Linked DNA regions of Sus scrofa: region 1 is linked to region 2. Evidence: chromatin contacts called from public Hi-C data. All regions are on one chromosome and are shown on one strand. Each heading gives the region's core, a stretch centred on a gene start, on an enhancer-like site or on the middle of the called end of the contact. The rest is flanking DNA. Distances are from core to core; before and after follow the strand shown. Region 1 overlaps FMNL2 (formin-like protein 2). Region 2 overlaps FMNL2 (formin-like protein 2).

Region 1 (3,735 bases), core at 849-3,348, 230 kb after region 2:
TGGGTGGACATGAAGGTTTGGCTCTGTGCTTCTCTGTAAAATATGTTCCAGTGCATGGAATTTTCTGCTGAGAGTGTATAAACTGCTAGCGGCTGGACTCTAACCATATCTAATTTTTTTTTTTTTTTTTTTTTTTTTTTGCATTTTCTTTGTTCTTTCTGCTTCCACAAAAGACGGGCCAATCAAGCTTTTCTGTAGGTTGCTCCTCCCTGAGTGTGTCGCGTGTCTGCCATGTGTTCCTGTGGGTCACATTGTGCTGTGACATCTCCACCCCATCTCTCATTGAGCCATCGCGTTTGCTCTGTTGTCTGCAGGAGGCTTGGTGCTGGCTGCCCGCCGTTAGGCCAGGGTTGCCCACACACTGGTTGTAGTTGAACCTGTAGAAGAGATCATGGCCCTTTAAGCAGACATTCTGCATGTGATGTGCTCCTTTGTCCCTGAGCAAAGGAATATTTTTTCTTTTAGTTTAATTTTGATAGTTGGATCTAAGGCCTCAAATCTAGAAGGATTTTAGATTTATTCTGAACAAGAAAGAAGAGCTCCTTTCTGGAACAAGGGAAACTCCTGGGAGCGGCCTTTCTAGGCCCCTCCCAGTGGTGCCCAGCCCTCCCCACCGAACACCCACCCAGCCACCCACATAGAGCCACTTCCTGTCACCTGGACACTGGGAACATGGCATGTATCATGGTTGCCTGTAGACCCCCACTCCCGCTAACCCGCCCAGCTCCCCGGGGTGAGCACAGCCTTTCCAAAGAGAATGTTCTTGCCTGTGTTCTCATCTCAGGCTTATTCCTAATCTTGCTCAGAGAGTTGAGGGTAGGGTGACTGCAGGTGGAGTGACTCGTAGAGGGTGTCCTGAGGCCTGTGTTGTCTACAGAGGGATACTGGAGCCAAGTGGTGCTGACCTGTCACCTCAGGTTAGGAAAAGAAGGTGCCCCTAACTTCGCTGAAGTGCCAGACTAAAGGACGGTCAGAGCCTTTGTCCCATTGAGGACATCAGTTTTCCTGGGCAGTGTAGACAGAGATGGAGTGTGGTAAGAAATCTGCCACTCCTGGGTTGTGGGGACCAAGGTGTCATAGTTGGTGGTAGAAGGGCTGGTTCGGCAAGAGCTGTGTTTCTGTGTTCCTGCATGCTTTTGTGTGGATTTGGCAGGTGACATTCCTGCTGTTTATATGGCCTGCATAACTCTGGAGGAACGAGAGGCATTGTCTCAGCCCCCTTTTTTCAGTGCGGCAGGCAGCCAGGGAAAAGCCCAGTGGTGTCCTACTTGGATTTTGTCCTGTGCTGAATTTCTTCTCCCTCCCTTCCCAAATAATGTGGCCATCCCGAGATGGACTTCAGAAAGTGAATATTTGGAGTTCCCATCGTGGTTCAGCAATAAAGAACCCGACTGGTATCCTTAAGGACATGGGTTCAATCCCTGGCCTCACTCAGTGGATTAAGGATCCCCTGTTGCTGTGGCTGTGGTGTAGGCCAACAGCTACAGCTCCAATTTAACTCCTAGCCTGGGAATTTCCATGTGCTGCAGGTGTGGCCCTAAAAAGACCAAAAAAAAAGAATGTTTATAGCTGATTAGTTTAGGAAGACTTCTTTGTGGTGTGTCATTAAGTAATGGAACTTTTAATAGATTGCCCTTTTTAGCTCATTTTCCCAGAGTAAGAGGAGCTGGTGCTCCTCTACTCCATCCCCTCAAAGATGGAGCCCTTCCTCCCTAGTAAGAGGTTTTCAGTATTTCTAATGGGTTCATTAATTAATACCTTCTAGTCACACCTGGCTGACTCTTGGGGGCGAAGCTGCTCTTCAAAAAGAGGGGAGGGGTCTGTGGCCCTTCTCAGAAAAGCAATACAAACCCAGATTTCTGAGTACTCCTTTTATCTTCTTAAATATTTTCTACTGGGGCCGTTTGTGGCTCTTAGTCTATTTAAATAAGTCAGCAGCCAGTATAATCCCTATCATCGAAATCGTCCACAGGAATGTATCACTTTGGCTGAAAGTTAGCTTTCTTGACATTACATTCCTGGTGGTTTAGGCAGACACTGTTTTCAGTCTCTGATCATCTTCTAAGAATTGTTTGGAAATATGTGTTCTAGAACCAGGAATTGAGAATATCAAAACTCACTCATGTTCACCAGTATCAGAGTGAGTCACAGAGTATTTGCCCTCTCTGCTAATAACATGGAAAATAATTTCTGCTCCCTTGTCTTAAGTTTTGTCCTGACACTGACTATATTTCTGCAGTTCAGTTGCCTACATTAAAAAAATAAATAAAGGGAGTTCCCGTCGTGACTCAGCAGAAATGAACCCAACTAGAATCCATGAGGACATGGATTCAATCCCTGGCCTCGCTCAGTGGGCTAAGGATCCAGTGTTGCCTTGAGCTGTGATGCGGGTCACAGACATGGCTCAGATCCTGCATTGCTGTGGCTGTGGTGTAGGCTGGCAGCTATAGCTTTGATTAGACCCCTAGCCTGGGAACTTCCATATGCCGTGGGTGCAGCCCTAAAAAAACAAAATTAAAAAAAAAAATAAATAAATGAATAAATAAAAGCAACCCCCCTGGCTTTTAGGCAATTTTAACACACTGTTGTATCAGTCAACCAAATGATGACCTCAGGTTGCTATGGTCAAAGCCTTGTGTGATGTTTTCCATGTTTACATACACCTGGCCATGTCTTCCTCCAGTGTTAGAGTGTCATCTGCAAGGACTGTTAATTGAGGGTCTTGGTGGAATCTTAATTTCATTTTCTCTGACCTCTGTAGCTGTGAAAATTAAGAAGCCAATCAAGACGAAATTCAGAATGCCAGTCTTTAACTGGGTTGCCCTGAAGCCAAATCAGATCAATGGCACAGTCTTCAACGAAATTGATGACGAGCGAATTCTGGAGGTATCTTTCTCATTGGTTAGAAACAAGGGTCTCTCCCTGTGCAGCAAAGCCAGAATGGGCGCTCTGTTAGCCCGAAAGTCTCAGCAATAAAAGCTAGTGTTTTAAGTGCCTTGATATAAAGAATAAAATTGGATGCTATTTTGTAAGGTGGTTCTATGTTTAAAAAGTTAAAAATGGAATAGTTTTGAATATCTTCACTGTCAAAAAAAAAAAAAAAAAACCACATCTGGTGCAATCTATGCCCTTAATTTATTAAAACAATTAAAAAAAAAAACCCTGTATTGAACTATAAGTGGAAAAGGACTCAAGAATCACACCCTCTAACTGGATAGATGGATAGTTTTAGTCTGTGGTGGCCTTCCCTACAAGCCAGCAATTGAAAGGCAGTTGAATTGGATGGGTGGAATCAGTTGTCTGGTTCAGGCATTTTTGTCTGTTTATATGTGGCATGAGTCACACAGCTCTTACACAAATAGGGAAATAGAGTAAGCCACAGCCGAAGACAAGTACTTAGTAGGGAAAGTAACTTCTCTGATGCCTAGGAAACTATCTAAAGGATGGCTTCCTGACTTCTTTTGCAAGTATAGTCTAACTTGCCTGTTTCATTCCTTTCCCTTCCCCAGGATTTAAATGTAGATGAATTTGAGGAAATATTTAAGACAAAAGCCCAAGGTCCTGCCATTGATCTTTCTTCAAGCAAACAGAAGATAACACAGAAGGGATCAAACAAAGTGACGTTACTAGAAGCAAATAGGGCCAAGAATCTTGCCATAACTTTGAGGAAAGCTGGAAAGACCGCCGATGAGATCTGTAAAGCAATTCATGTGTAAGTTCAGGACATTCTGGAAG
Region 2 (3,734 bases), core at 693-3,192:
GCCATGTACAAGGCCTAAAAAATTCACTGTCTATAGAGGATTAGGAAAGCTGCAGTTGGTGAAACCAACTTTCGTATAAAGGTGATAGAATATCAATTATTCTTTAATTTTTACATATAGCAATTTTTTTTTTTTTTTTTTTTTTTTTTTTTTAAAGTAAGGAGGTAGCTAAAGGAAGGAAAATCACAGCCCCTGCCCTGGACTAAAAGTGCTCTCAGAGCACTTTCTAGAAGTTTGAAAAAGAGACCAAGAGCTGAGACTGTTTTCTTGCCTGTGGAGGAAGTTAAGGAGAGGTGTGGATGGAGGTCATGGGAAAGGCATTGGTAGTGGAGAGTTTTACAGACTGGTAAGAGCTCCCTCTTTCATTTGGAATGTGATGGTGAGTGATAAGTGAAGATGGCATCACCCAGGCTGTAAGTGGTGACTCTGGGTGCCGGAAAATGTGTTGGTTGTGGTTCATTGGAGTGGAGATCAAGACCTGCTTTATGACGATACTTACTGATATTGACGCATTTTTGAGGACTTAGCATGTGCCAAGCACTTGACATGCTTTTCCCCCATTTGCTTCTAACAGTGACCATTTTCAGGTGGTAGCTTGGAGGAGTAAACTATTTGCCTGGGGTTATACCCTTAGGAATAGAGCTTGGATCTGAAACCGTTATATGGTACTGCAACTGTAGATGAAGGCATGGTTATCAAAATAAAAAGAATTGAACCAGAGAAATGTTTCAGAGACAGAAGTCACAATGTTTAGTAACAGACAGGTTCCTGAACTTGAGGCAAAATGAGAAGATTTTAAAATTACAGTTTTTGGTGTTCCTCTTGTGGCTCAGTGGATTAAGAGCCTGACATAGTCCTGGTGAGGATGTGGGCTTGATCCCTGGCCTTGCTCAGTGGGTTAAGGATCTGGTGCTGCCAAAGCTGTGGTATAGGTCACAGATGTGGTTCAGATCCTGAACTGTAGCACAGGCCTCAGCTTCAGCTCCGTTTTGACCCCTAGCCTGGGAACTTTCCATCTGCCACAGATGTGGCCATAAAAAATAAATAAAATTACAATTTGGGGGAGAAAGTCAGATCATAGTGCTAGTGATGGGGGCAGGAAGAATAATCAAAGGCTTTGTCTCAGCCATGTTTATGGACTCGTCTTCCTAGAAAACAACCAACAACCTTTTGTCAGTGTTAATTTGATCTTTCGGCTTTCAGAGAACAGCTGTCACTCCAAGCACCTGCTGCCAACATGGAGCACAGGTTGTGAGCACTGTGGTTTTGTGCCAGTGCCTGTCATGCATGGGTGCTGATTCTAGCAGCAGACCAGGGCCCCATTCCCAGTGGAGCCCAGGTTCACACATCACATTGTCACCTTGTCCTCTGATTGAGCTTTCCTGGGAATCTCATCATAGGAGGACAGTGAAAGTCACTGATTGACAGACCCTCCCTGGGGAGGACGACTTTTATTGCAATGCCTCTAGATCGGTCCTTCAGGACCCCGAGGAGAGTCAGCTCCTGGTGGGCCTTCACACTGAGTGGGTGTCACATTCTGAAAGCCTTTGTGCTAAGGTCCCAGGATTCTCGGGCCTGACTGAACAGTGTAGCTGATGAGATTTCTCACTGACTCAGGAAGGATGCTGGCTGAATCTTGACTTTGGTGTTGTGTGACTTCAACAGGCATCTGTCAAGGGCCCAAGCCTGGTTGACTACCCTCCTCCCCCCATGTCTATCCATGCGAGGCTCTCTGAATTCACTGTGAGTCATCAAATATTTTTATTCCCTTTATGCAAGCTTCTTGTTTTGTTTTTCTGGGTGAAAAAGTGAATCTTTCCCAATGAGGCATTTCCTTGGTTAAAATAAGCCTCTCCTTAGAAGAGAATACTAATGCTGTGAGCAGTGTGGCCTCGTGGGCAGCTGGCCGGCTGCCTAGAGATGTACTTACGCCCTTTGTCCAAAACTATTTCCTCCACCTGCTTGCTACACAATCACCCAACGTACTGGTAGCTCTTAATTACTTCTAGTTAGAGAGGAGCCAGCCACATGCACACACCCTCTCCTCTGCCCCTCCCATGGTCTCTGGATCACTTAGAGCAACACTCTCTCTTTCCCTCCCTTCTCATCACCCCCCCCGCCCCGCCCCCCACATCTTTCATAGGAACATTAGGAAACAAATTTGAAGCCTTCATTTAGTTTGCAGTTCCTTTCCTAAGGGATAGTCACCAAATATGCCATCCAGAGAGCATTAGCATAGGTAGGGAAGTGTGGGTTGTTGTTTTTGTTTTTTTTTTTCTGGCTTTTTAGGGCCACACCTGTGGCATATGGAGGTTCCCAGGCTAGGGGTCGAATTGGAGCTGTAGATGGCAGACGTACGCCACAGTAGCACGGGATCCAAGACACGTCTCTGACCTACACCACAGCTCATGGCAACGCCAGATCCTTAACCCACTGAGTGAGGCCAGGGATCGAACCTGGGTCCTCAGAGTGAGTAGTCAGATTTGTTTCCACTGCACCACAGTGGGAACTCCAGGCAGGGAAGCTTTTGATAAGTGTTGAGAAAGAGGGAAATTCTGGGAAGGAAATGTCACACTGTGTTCCCTAATAAGAGCCTGAATAAATAGTAGACATACTTGGTTGTGTCTTTGGTTATGTGCATCAGTAAAGGGTGAGTATTGTAGATAGCACCGATGGGAAGAAGAGGGTTGTAAGAGGGGTAGATGTTTGCTTGGGACAAGAAATGCACCCTTCCCTTAGGAATCTGCCCATAGCCTACCTTTGCTCATAATGTCCATTCATTTCATTGACAGCATTCTTCTGGAGAGAGGAATAATGAGGTTGTCTTAAATCTGCTCCTTCCCTCTCCTGAGAAGCTCTCTTTATGCTTAACCTACTTTGAGCTAAGGCAAGGGCCAGCCAGCTGTTTTTCTCCCTTACTTGGGTAGGATTATGACTTAGTTCATGCACTGGGGCCTGGCGTGGCCCCTACCTCTAGTTCCCCCTCCATCTACTCACATTGAATCTCAGCCAGTTCCTGTTACTCCTAACAGCCTTTTACTTAAATGATTCCTGTGTGACCAAGTTCCTGGTGTGCTGAGCACGTGGTGGTACCCTGTTGATGTCATGAGATAACCCTTTGGACTTTGAGCTTTCAATTAAGCTTATAGCTAATTCCCCAGTGGACATTTTAGGGAGCAGGGTATGTGTTGGCCCTAAAGTGTAGCTTTTGTGGTCAGAGGAAGTGACCCATTATAGCGACCCCACAGCTGAGATCATAAGAGCATCCCAGGTGTCATTTGGAGTCAGATGCTGGTTTTCTAGTTTCTTGGAGGGTTCATCTCCTTTCTAAAACTTTATACCCAGTGATTGTTTATCAGTATGAATGCTAACTGCAAACTTCCATTTCCTTTACCGTGTTACCACTCACTAGGAGTTCCCTGGTGGCTAGATCCCTGGTTAAGGATCCAGCATTGCTGTGGCTTGGGTCACTGCTGTGGGTTCGAACCCTGGCCCGAAAACTTACACATGCTACAGGCTTGGCGAAAACAAAACAAAACAAAAAAAAACAAAAAACCCCTTAACACTCATTAAATTCTTTCTTCTTTGTCTAACCTACATAAATGGGACTGGTTCTTGCTCTTTTGTATTGTCTGTGGCAGGTGGCATTGGGAGCCCTGTGAAGGCTGTCCTTGTGTATTGTTTTCATAAGCTAAATAAGGCACAGACAGAAAACCAAAAGATCGACTTTCCCC

What was found. A called contact is a pair of places that touch in the nucleus more often than the background predicts.
Region 1: a contact with region 2 is called in a Hi-C map of embryonic fibroblasts, with 4 times the contacts expected there. The contact joins two enhancer-like sites. A contact is called at or near these places in 4 of 47 Hi-C or Micro-C datasets (embryonic fibroblasts, epiblast stem cells and fibroblasts).

What each region holds. Positions count from the first base shown.
Region 1 is chr15:60,360,808-60,364,542 of Sscrofa11.1, forward strand. It overlaps FMNL2 (formin-like protein 2), which reads left to right. Exons shown (of 28, transcript XM_005671848.3): 17 at 2,762-2,886; 18 at 3,510-3,712. Among named protein-coding and RNA genes, the nearest start is that of PRPF40A, 77 kb to the right of the region's middle. Within about 2 kb of position 2,099, at least 3 of the 83 cell types and tissues checked have an H3K27ac peak or open chromatin away from gene starts, as enhancers often do. A contact at or near this core is called in embryonic fibroblasts, where this site is marked.
Region 2 is chr15:60,127,264-60,130,997 of Sscrofa11.1, forward strand. The region is part of intron 1 of FMNL2 (formin-like protein 2); the gene reads left to right. Among named protein-coding and RNA genes, the nearest start is that of FMNL2, 75 kb to the left of the region's middle. Within about 2 kb of position 1,943, at least 22 of the 83 cell types and tissues checked have an H3K27ac peak or open chromatin away from gene starts, as enhancers often do. A contact at or near this core is called in embryonic fibroblasts, where this site is marked.